Linked DNA regions of Zea mays: region 2 is linked to region 1. Evidence: chromatin contacts called from public Hi-C data. All regions are on one chromosome and are shown on one strand. The core of a region is the stretch at or near the end of the contact, and the rest is flanking DNA. Distances in the headings are between cores, read along the strand shown.

Region 1 (5,412 bases), core at 1,941-4,440:
CTGCTACAACTCAGATGTCACCAGCTGCGCCACCGTCTTTTGACACTACATCTCTTCTTCAAGCGCTACACAATGCGTCCTAGTCTCAGCAGCAGCATCAAACCGACTCGTTTCTGGACACCGGGGCTAATGGCCATATAACAAGCGATCCAGGTAACTTTACCCATTACTGTCCTTCTTCAGTACATGATAATTCTCGCATCATTGTTGGCAATGGGTCCACCCTTCCTGTTCTTGGTCGTGGACTCGTGGTTCTACTACTATTCATAATTCCAATCATTCTTTTCACTTAACCAACGTTCTTCACACACCTAACCTAATAAAGAATCTCATTTCCGTTAGAAAATTCACCAAAGATAATGCTTGTTCTATTTAATTTGACCCGCTTGGTTTTTCAATCAAGGATCTTCATAGCAGGAAAGAAATTCTGAGGTCCAGTAGCCGGTGATCTCTACCCCTTCCACTCCGATCATCCTTCACATACCTCTGTGGCGCTTCATATCTCCACCGACACCAACCTATGGCATCAACGGCTCGGACATCCCGGACATCAAAAGCTTGATCGTGTTCTGTCTGTTTTTTCTGTTCCTAGATCCAATAAAAGTTGTCATGTATGTGATGCATGTCAGAAAGGCCGCCATGTTCACCTACCATTTCCTAATTCCAGTTCAAAAACTTATTTTCCTTTTCAATTAGTGCATTGTGATCTTTGGACGTCACTGCTTCCTAACTTCACCGGATATAAATACTATCTTGTTATATTGGATGATTTTTCTCGTTATTTATGGACATTTCCTTTGCGCCACAAATCCGACACCTTCTCCACTATACAAAATTTCTACTCCTACGTCCAGACTCAATTTCACATTCAGATACAATCCCTGCGATAACGGTACTAAATTTGACAACAATGCGCTACGCTCCTTCCTCACACGTCATGGCACCACCTATCGTCTCTCATGTCCATACACATCTCCTCAAAACGGCAAAGTTGAACGATCCGTTCGTTCCATCAATGATGTCCTTTGTACCCTTCCTTTTCAAGCCAAGCTTCCTCCTACATTTTGGGTAGAAGCTCTCAACACCGCCACATACCTCATAAACCGTAGACCATCCACCCCTCTTCAGGCTGCAGCAGAAGACTTATCCAATTCTTTTTTCTTTCTCTCCTCTTTATTTCTCACTTTGGGGCACTGAGAAATATGATGAGTATTTTTTCTGCAATAACGGCAATAAAGGTTGGATTTATGATCTCTAGGTCCCTAAACAATTAAACCTTCATCTTTGGGTTCAGAACGAGAATCAACGTCAATTTTTTCCTTGGACAACAAATTCGACTTAACATTCTCAAAGGACAGTGAAGTATGATTACCATAAAGCATAATTTCCTTAAAATGCTTAAAATAAGGGAGCAATGAGACTACCGACAAAATTGACTTATCTTCATCATTTATCTTCACATCAAGATTCTCAAGGTCCACAATAATTGAATTAAATTCATTAAGATGTGACTGCATAGATGTACCACCTAACATGTGAATAGTGTAAAGATGCTCCTTGAGACTAGCTTGTTTGCAAGACTCTTGATCATATACAGCTCCTCCAATTTATTCCACAATGTTACTGTGAATTTTTCATGCATTACTTCACGCAGAGCATCAAAAGATAAACTGAGCTGTATTGTGGATAAAGCTCTCTCATCAATATCTTGCCACTTATCATCAGTCATGTTAGCAGGTCATGTCTACAACGCCTTTTGAACAACCAACTAGATAAGAACAACCTTCATCTGAATCTGCCAAATCAAACTTCAGAATATCAAATTTAGTCGACATAATGCGAGATAAAAAATTTCCGAAGTCAACGAAATCGAAGAACAAAAACCATGATCAATCTGATGAGTTAGCTAGATATCTTGTCTCCTTGGTGCACCTAGAAAAAACAAAACTGATTGATAATAATGGCTTAATTTACGTGTGCACATTTACTTGAGAACTTGTGATGCACTAATGCCAAGGTGCTTGGAAACAAGAGAATTGATAATGTCCTTGTTCTTCGGTGAGAGAATCCACCGTAGCAGGTGCACGTGGGTGTGACTCTCTCGTTGAGAGCTGTTGTAGATCGATCAAGCACCCACCACACAAAACCAGTACACGTCGCCTGCACATAGATGCGAACATGCTGGTGATTCAATAGGATTCCTCGCCGACAGAGACAGCACGTGTGTCGACGATGAACGAGCGCAACCACTGATGAGTCTGGGGAAGAATCCAGCGACAACGCAGATTCGGACACAGATCACAGCGGCGCGACACAAACTGATTTGTGGAAGTACGAAGCGACGGCTACTGTAGATCGACGAAGGCAAAACCCGGCGGCGACGACCACAATATGGATAAAAATAACATGTCTAACCCTAGCTTTGATACCACTTGTTAAAAAATAAAATAGACACAAAGAGTTACGTGGAAAAATATCCTCCAATATAGAGGAGCAAACAAGTACGAGTAAACAAATCCACTATCAACTATAGAGTAAAGTTAAATAGAGAGCCTATATTTATAGGTGTATAGAAAATCATATTTTAAAGTATATTTTAAATATATAAAAGAAATTAGAGGCATATTTCAACATGACCCGTCAGGGGTGTTTGGTTCTGTGGACTAAAGTTTAGCTCGGGTCACATCAAGTGTTTGACTTTCAAATAGGAGTATGAAATATAGACTCAACCAACTATACTAGATTCGTCTCACTTTTTAATCTTCGGCTGAGAAATTAGTTTTATAATCCGACTACATTTAATACTCCAAACGGAGGTTCAAACATTCGATATGATAGGGGCTAAATTTTAGCAGGGGCAAACCAAACACCCACTAAATCTAGCACGGACGAAACGTATGGCCGCCGGTAAAATTGCCATCCTATGTCCGTGTCCGTCTGCCAGCTATGCTGGCGGAGACGACTCGGAGCCGTGGTCCAACCCGAACCGAAGAGCAACCCCTGACGGCACGGCACGTGGCATGGCGCTGGCCCACATCCACCACATAAAACCCCTTGAAGCGTGGCCGTTCCGATCTTGCGTTCGAGTTCACGCTAAGCATCGTCATCGCCCCATCGGTCCGTCGTTAGTGCCCCTCGCTCCCTCGGAAAACCCTCTCCTCTCCCCTATCCTCTCGTCTCCCCCCACCCCGCCGCGATCAACCGAGACCCACCGCCATGACGAGCGACGACGAGGAGGCGTGCGACTACTTCTACGACGACGACGACGACGCCGAGGAAGACGCCGCCGCCGGACTGGAGGAGGACTCTTCGCTTCCAACGCCGGAGGGCCGCGCGGACTACTGGGTGAGTGATCTCTGATCCGAACCCCGGGGCGCCCCGGCTAGTCGCGGGGATGATAATTGTGTGTGTTTGCCGGGTTGGGATTTCCGCGCCGGCGAGATCTGGGAGGACCTCGCCGATCGATTCGAGAATCGCCCTGCCTGCCCCGATTCACCAAACCTTTATATAAGTTCATCGTTGTAAGAAATAAAATAACGGGGTGTCACGAGGAACCGGTGCTGGATGTCTTCAGATCCTCACCAGATTGGGTTGTTATATTTTAATTCGGTGGGATGTATCCGTGTGTACTTGGAATTTGAGAGCAGTGAACAAACAAATTCCTGTCTACTTGTCTTAGCTGTATAAGATAAGAATTGCTAGAGTCCATCAGAGTACTTGTCTTTTCACTGTAAAGTGTAAAGTGTAGTATTTAATTTTGCCCAAAGTAGTGGCCATTGGTCAACAAAATCTTACCTTTGCCAAATAATTACGAGATGCATGTGCATGTTGGTCACTTCTCTTTTTTTCCTTAAAAACCTGGAATTTCAATTTACTTAAAAACTGGATGAAACACAATCTGTTATTTATCCTCATGTATTTGATTACCACTAAGATAACTAAACATCATACTGATATTCACCAAGCAGTCACTAAGTCGGTAACTTCTGACTGTTTTCAAGTCAGACGACTTGTTGGCCGTTAATTGCGATTAATCATGATTAGTCGGCCGACTTGTTGGCCGTTAATTGCGATTAATCATGATTAGCCGGACGACTTGGGCGATTAATTGTGATTGGTCCAAACCGACTTGGACGATTAATCGCAACTAATCACAATTAATCGGACGACTTGAAAACAGCCTGAAGTCCGAAATAAGGTATGTTGTAGCAAGCAATCATTCATCTATTATACTGATATTAGTTCAGTTCTCACCATCTGATGGGCAGAGGTTTGATCTATGGTGTAAACATCTGTTTTTCTTCTTTATTTGTGTAGTAGTGGTCTTGTTTTGTGCAATCATATATACGGAATATTTTGCATTGTTTGAGGTGCAGATCAGTGGAGTGCACCCAAAACAGAGGATGTGTTTCCCCAAGAAGATTCTTTATTTGTTTTAACCAACTAAATTCACCCATGCTGTTTTTAGATTCATCCATGTTGTTTGCATACTGAATATTACTTGTAAAGAAACATGTTACATGCATAATTGTTGTTGCAGGCTATCACACAAGATACCGTTTTCGCTGCACAGGTAATGGAACAGATTCAACCATTTCCTAAGTGTTCATAGCCATCGTTCAGATGGTATCTGTTCTGTCCAAATGTTTATCTACTACTACCCCTCCGTACACAAATATATGACATCGTTGACTTTTTTTCAAAAACTTTGACCACCGGTCTTATTCAAAAATGTAAAACTTTAAGTTAAGCACAAACTAGCTTAAGTGATAAAACAAATCACAACAAAATAAATGATAACTCATTATTTTTTTAATAAGACGAGTGACTTAAGTTTTTTTTAAAGTCAATGGTGTTATATATTTATGAACGGAGGGAGTACAGTTTTGTACTAACCAACTCTACCCACAGAAACAAGATCTGTCTACGGTGATGAACTTGCTCAATATAAATCAACATCAAGCACGAGCCCTCCTCATTCACCACCGATGGAGTATGGATGGCATCTATGATTCTCTAGACATGGGGCGAGAACGCATGCTCAGAAATTCAGGGATCGTGCTGCAGGAGGTCAACAGCATTGCAGCAGCTGGCTCAATGACACCATGGAGAACAGTGACCTGCAAAGTGTGTTTTGAGGACTTCTCCATGGATGCTGTTTCGACCATGGACTGTGGGCACTGCTTCTGCAATGACTGTAAGTTTCCACATTCCACCTCAGAGCTTGTTTGGTTAAGGGTGGATTGAGGGGACTAGAGGAGATTAAATCTCTTCCTATTCAAAGTTGAATGAAAAGGGATTTAATCTCCTTCGATCCATGTGCGATCCATGTGCAACCGAACCGCGAACAAGGCCTCTGTGGTTTACGTTTTCATATGTATAGTATAGATGCCTTAATTAATATGAGCTTAT
Region 2 (5,412 bases), core at 1,486-3,985, 170 kb before region 1:
GAGATTCGAACTCGCAACCTCTCTCTCGCGCATACCCTCCTATACCACTACACTACTACACCACTACACCAATTATATCTATATTACGTTTTCATTCCCCATGTACTATAACAAACCGAGAGTAATTTGATTATTTAAGACACTAAATGAATTTATTTGAAAATGTGATCAACTATAAAGTTGCATAACTTTTTGAGATCTATAAGTTTTCATAAACTACGAGAGAGATATAGGTTTTATGAACAAATTTATTTTTATTTTGTCATATGAAGAAATGTTCAATATATAAATTGTACATCATGATGAGTTATACAAATTTGTAGTTGAAAACTTTTTTATTTGAATTAATTTACTGCTTTAAAATGTGATGTTTAAATTGTCTTTGCCTAGTGTTGGGAAAAAAACACTCGCCAAAGAGCTCTTTGCCGAGTGTTGTATTTCTGACACTCGGCAAAGAGCTATTTGCCGAGTGTCAAAAAAAACACTCGGCAAAGAAACTCTTTGCCGAGTGTCAAAAATAAAACACTCGGCAAAGAGCTTCTTCGCTGAGTGTTTTCTTTTACCGAGGGTTTTTTGCGTGGCACTCGGCAAAGAGCTTCTTTACCGAGTGCCCGAAAAAAAACACTCGGCAAAGATTTTGACACTCGGCAAAGAGCCAAATTCCGGTAGTGCTTAGGCACGACGACATGCATTGACGGCAAGGCGCCAACCTTCGGCACGACGGGCATTGGCAGCAGCGTCACTTTTGGTATGACTGCGGGTACTGCAACTGGCATAGGGACACCGTGGCGGTGTTCGGCACCACATGGATCTGTGGCACTACGCCCACCGCAGGAACTATCGGTATGGCGAGCATCAGTGGAAGGGTGGTCATGGGCATAATGACGACTTCGACACGACAGGAATGCCCGGGACGGCAACAGGAGCGACGGGGGCCGGGGCGTGAGCAAGATGCCGCACAACGTGGCACATAGTGATGCCGTCGACGATGAGCATGATGAGCGCCATCGTCACGAGCGCCGTGACGAAGAAGAGAGATGAAGCATCACAAGCCATTGCTAGTGGCTAGGAGAAGTGCTTCCTCAGGAGTGAGGAGCTACAAGGCCGTCGTGCGCTTGCGACGAGTCCTTAGCGAGCATTTTATTGTAGCTTCATTCGAAGCTGAGTGTGTACTGTTTCGCGAGAGCTAGGATAGTTGGGAATGAGATAGAGTTGGTCGGTGGCCTTCCGATGCAAAGAATGGACGACAGATACGTAGTGGATGGCTATTGTTCGAGGTATTTGGTTCATTAGCCCATATGTTTATTGTAGCTGGATCGGAATTAACCACCCCTCGTGCATGACACAAGATAATACTGGACACCGCTTAACTCATGCATGGCTCATGCATGCTGCATCATGAATCCCCGCATGACCTCTGTCTAATAATTGTTGAGGCATGTTTTCTTCTCTATCAGATTATTGTGCAATAGCCAGAGATTTCTTTATGGTTCTATCTGTTCATGAATTGTGTGTTTACTGCGTGTGTCTAAGAGAAAATAAAAGGGCATAGGTTCAATGAAAGATGTTGTGGGTCTTTAAAACCAGCGGTCATACCGTATGTTTATATGGAGTCAATGTCTTGAGTTATAAGTCATCAAGGCTGTTACACCATATATAAACCGCGAGAAGCCACCAAGCATAATACGACAATAAGTCGTATACATATAGTAACACCCTGTAAGAAGGGTTCTTTTTCAATCCATATTTTTCTCAGTCTTTTGGATAAAACAAAGTGTAATATTTATTCTTATCAATTTAATATCTGGTTTATAGACAACATGCTCACTTTGACATTAAATTTATTTATTATTGGTATTTTTTGGAGGGTCCATATGAGTGATTTACTTTCGCTCAATCACTGATTGTATTATGGGTACAACCTTGTCCTTCTCGACCAATATTATGAAATATAATTATGTAGTTTCGTAACGCACGGATATTATACTAGTAATTAATATATATTGTATTGTAGTAGCGAAAAAGAGTGAGTGAAAGCTACTAATATATAACGAAGAGCTACTAACCCTGGAGGTGGCCGTCCTGACCTCGACGTCCGGGCGGCCGAGCCATGAGCGCAGCTCGTCGCGCGCGCTCCGCTGCACGTCGTGCAGCAGCACGGAGCGGACGGTCTGGTGGCCGAAGAGGCGGAGCACGAGGGTCCTCATGTGGTGGTGGAGCACGCCGAGCTTGGCGGTGATGTTGTCGGCGCCGAAGACGCGCATGAAGGAGGGCGGGTACCAGATCTGGAAGCCGCGCTCCTCCTGCTTCAGCACGTGCGCGTTCAGCTCCGCGTCCAGCGACACGACGAGATCCTCCCCGACCAGGTTCGTCCGGAAGATGGGGCCATACCTGCAAGCAAGCTCTCCAACAAGTCGTCCAAGCATGCATGAACGTAACGACGACGATGCAAAGACGCTTAGAAAGGAAGTTACAGTATCGTCGCCGTACCTTTCCAACCGTCGCTGGAAGAATGGTGGCAATACCCCCGGGGTGGAGGACGCTGCCAGGTAGTGGAGCGTCTCCCCTAGGAACAGGAGGCCCCTTGACCCCGGCGGCAGTCTCACTTGTTCGGCGCTTGTTCGGCGGCGGCAGTACGTCCATCGTAAGACCAACAAGATAGATCCCACTCCCAGAGCCAAGGTCACGGGTACAGCAGCAGCCAAGTAATCCATCGACATTGCTAACTTTACTATGCATGTATGTATGCGCGCGGCGATGCACATATATATAGAGAAGAGAGATGGCAGCAAGCTAGCATGTACTGCGTCACTGAAACCGAAGAGTCATAGCTAGCGACTGTACTGGTTGTCAAGGTCGACTGTAATTTGAACCGGTTTCTCCTGCTTTTACTGTATACAGGTTGTTCGCTTCAAAATTAAAGACAGCTGTTCATACTGTTGCAGCTATAATTTATAGAGACAAAAACACTATAAAAACAGTAGAAATCGGTATTAAAGCCTAACGACCAGATTGATACACGTGCAGTGCAGGTACCCGATTTTCAGGCTCGAGTGGAAGGACATACAGAGAATGGGCAGCAGCTTGATTAGGACATATAAACCCTGATATCACGGATCGGTTTTCCAAGCACCACTACCAGAAACGTGTTTAATGTGTTTTTTGACGAGTGCTCAGAGATTTATCGAGTGTTATCGAGGCTTTGTTGATTGCCTGTGGCACTCCACAAAGAACTCTGTTCTGGTAGTACATAAAATATAGCTAAGAGACTGTTCTGGTAGTGCATAAAATACAGCTAAGAGACGACACAATCCTCTCTGAATAAGGAATACAATTAATAGATAATATGTATGGAAAATCGTGTAGACACGGTTCTTGGTGAAAAGCTCGTCTCTTGTATTTATAATTAGTCTCCTAGAAATCTCTCAAGAGACACGTATTAAATGAGGTTGTACACACCTTTAAACGACACAACAGCACAGATCTAGATCAGCAACATATAAGAGAGATAGCAGCTAGCCAGCAGGTAGCTTGCAGGAGGCTCTAAGTATACTGTCTGAAACCCAAGAGTCAAAGCTAGCATTATACACGTGCAGTACCAGTACAGGTACCCGGTTTTCTGGCTGGACTGCAAGGACAAACGGAGAATGGGCACCTAAAGTATCCGCTATGCTATGCTTGCTGTTCGCGATGCTATGATTGATTAGGCGAGATAGCAGTACAGATCTACTAGGACTCCAACAGTACTGGCTCTATGCTCAAAGCAGGCCGGCTAGCAGTTAGTCGATCCCATCCGATTGATTATCTTGCTTTCCACAAAGAAAAAGAATCTTCAACCACCGTGGAAAATAGTTTCCTCTTGTACTAATATAACAATTCCGGTCCATCCAACCAATCAAGCTCTGAACTCCGTTTGGATGTAGACTTTGGAGTACAGAATTGACAATTGGAATCAGCTTTCGTAAATTCTGTTGTTCGGTTGCATGTGAAATTAAGATTTAGAATTAGAGACTTAATTCTCTGGAATTGGACTATAACTAGAAATCCGCTCTCTCAATACAAAGTCTCACCCCTCAGTATTGTGTGGAATTATACCATACAATCCCAAACTCCGATTCAGTGACATCCAAACTCCAATTCAGTGGCATCTGCTAGATGTTGCCCCGGAGTAATCCATGTGGATTGCTTTGGGGGGGGGGTTCACTCGGTATTAGAGCAGTTTATGGTGCGATGGTCGTCACACGCTGAGCGCGGGTCCAAGTTTGTTCGACTCTTATTGATGACCGAAATCTCAGGTGCGCACAAGCGCATCTGCTAGATGTAACCCCCGAGCAATCACGTGGATTGCTTGGGGTTTATTCGATACTAAAGCTGTTTAGGGGTAGACCCTTACTGCGATGGTTGTCACGCGCTGAGCGTGAGTCTGCTTAGTGCCAGAGCCAGGCGTAGTCTTGGGTGGTGATTGAGAGTACCTAAAGCAGGGGGGTGAATATGTGAACCTGCAAAATTTAACTTAAAACAACAAACTTGGTCTAATAGTTGAGTTAGAGTAAATCAAACCAAATTTGAGAATTGAGAAACAGAGAACATAACTCTTCACTTGACTGCTCCTTTAAGATGTGTATCAAACTTAGGGGAAATAATACAAGTGAATATGAGAACTCAAGAAGACGATAATCGCAATAAAGTAAATGGACAATTAACACAACAATTTTATCCCATGGTTCGGCCACACTACACGACGGTTCACTTACAGCGACCTACGATTGGTTGCTAAAACGGCCTTCAGCGACCTACGGTTGGTCGCTAAATACTTTTAGCGACCCATAAGGATGGTCGTTATAAGTGCCGTCGCTAAAGGCTTTAGCGACCGACATCTTTTTAGCGACCGACCATCCGTTGCTAATATTGTATATTTAGCGACCAACCGTGGGTTGCTGTACTATAGATTTAGCAACCAACTGTAAGTCGTCATACTATACATTTTGCAACCAACAGAAAGTCACCCTTTTACAGTTGTTATTAATAATAATATACATTTAATTAAGCACCACAAATCACAGATTTTTATACACAAATCATAAAGACATACACAGTTAATCAGTATACTAGAGTCATAGATCCATCACATAAACACAAAAGCACCACAATTATATATTCACAAAAGTATCACAATTATAATATCATTCACAACTAGATCATTTACAGTTAGCTAGCTAGATCATTCACAAAAGCTCCAGAAATGATCAGTCACAAAAGCACCACAACAACATCACTCCAGCGTGAAGCAGTTCAAAAGCCCACAACTACATCACTAATGTTTCATATCACTCTAGCTATTGTTCAAAAGCCCACAACTACATCACTCTAGCTGCTCCAGAGCTGATCAGTCACAAAAGCACCAAAGCTACA

The links. Hi-C and Micro-C count contacts between places; a contact is called where the count stands out from the background.
Region 2: a contact with region 1 is called in a Hi-C map of ear, with 1.5 times the contacts expected there. The contact joins the promoter of LOC109939182 here to the promoter of LOC100279995 in region 1. A contact is called at or near these places in 2 of 25 Hi-C or Micro-C datasets (ear and tassel).

Annotation. Positions count from the first base shown.
Region 1 is chr5:18,782,082-18,787,493 of Zm-B73-REFERENCE-NAM-5.0, reverse strand. LOC100279995 (putative RING zinc finger domain superfamily protein) reads left to right here and starts at 3,190. Exons shown (of 5, transcript NM_001152943.1): 1 at 3,190-3,345; 2 at 4,541-4,573; 3 at 4,912-5,197. The coding sequence starts at 3,217.
Region 2 is chr5:18,948,547-18,953,958 of Zm-B73-REFERENCE-NAM-5.0, reverse strand. LOC109939182 (cytochrome P450 87A3) reads right to left here and starts at 2,735. Exons shown (of 9, transcript XM_020537910.3): 1 at 2,491-2,735; 2 at 2,067-2,391. The coding sequence starts at 2,720.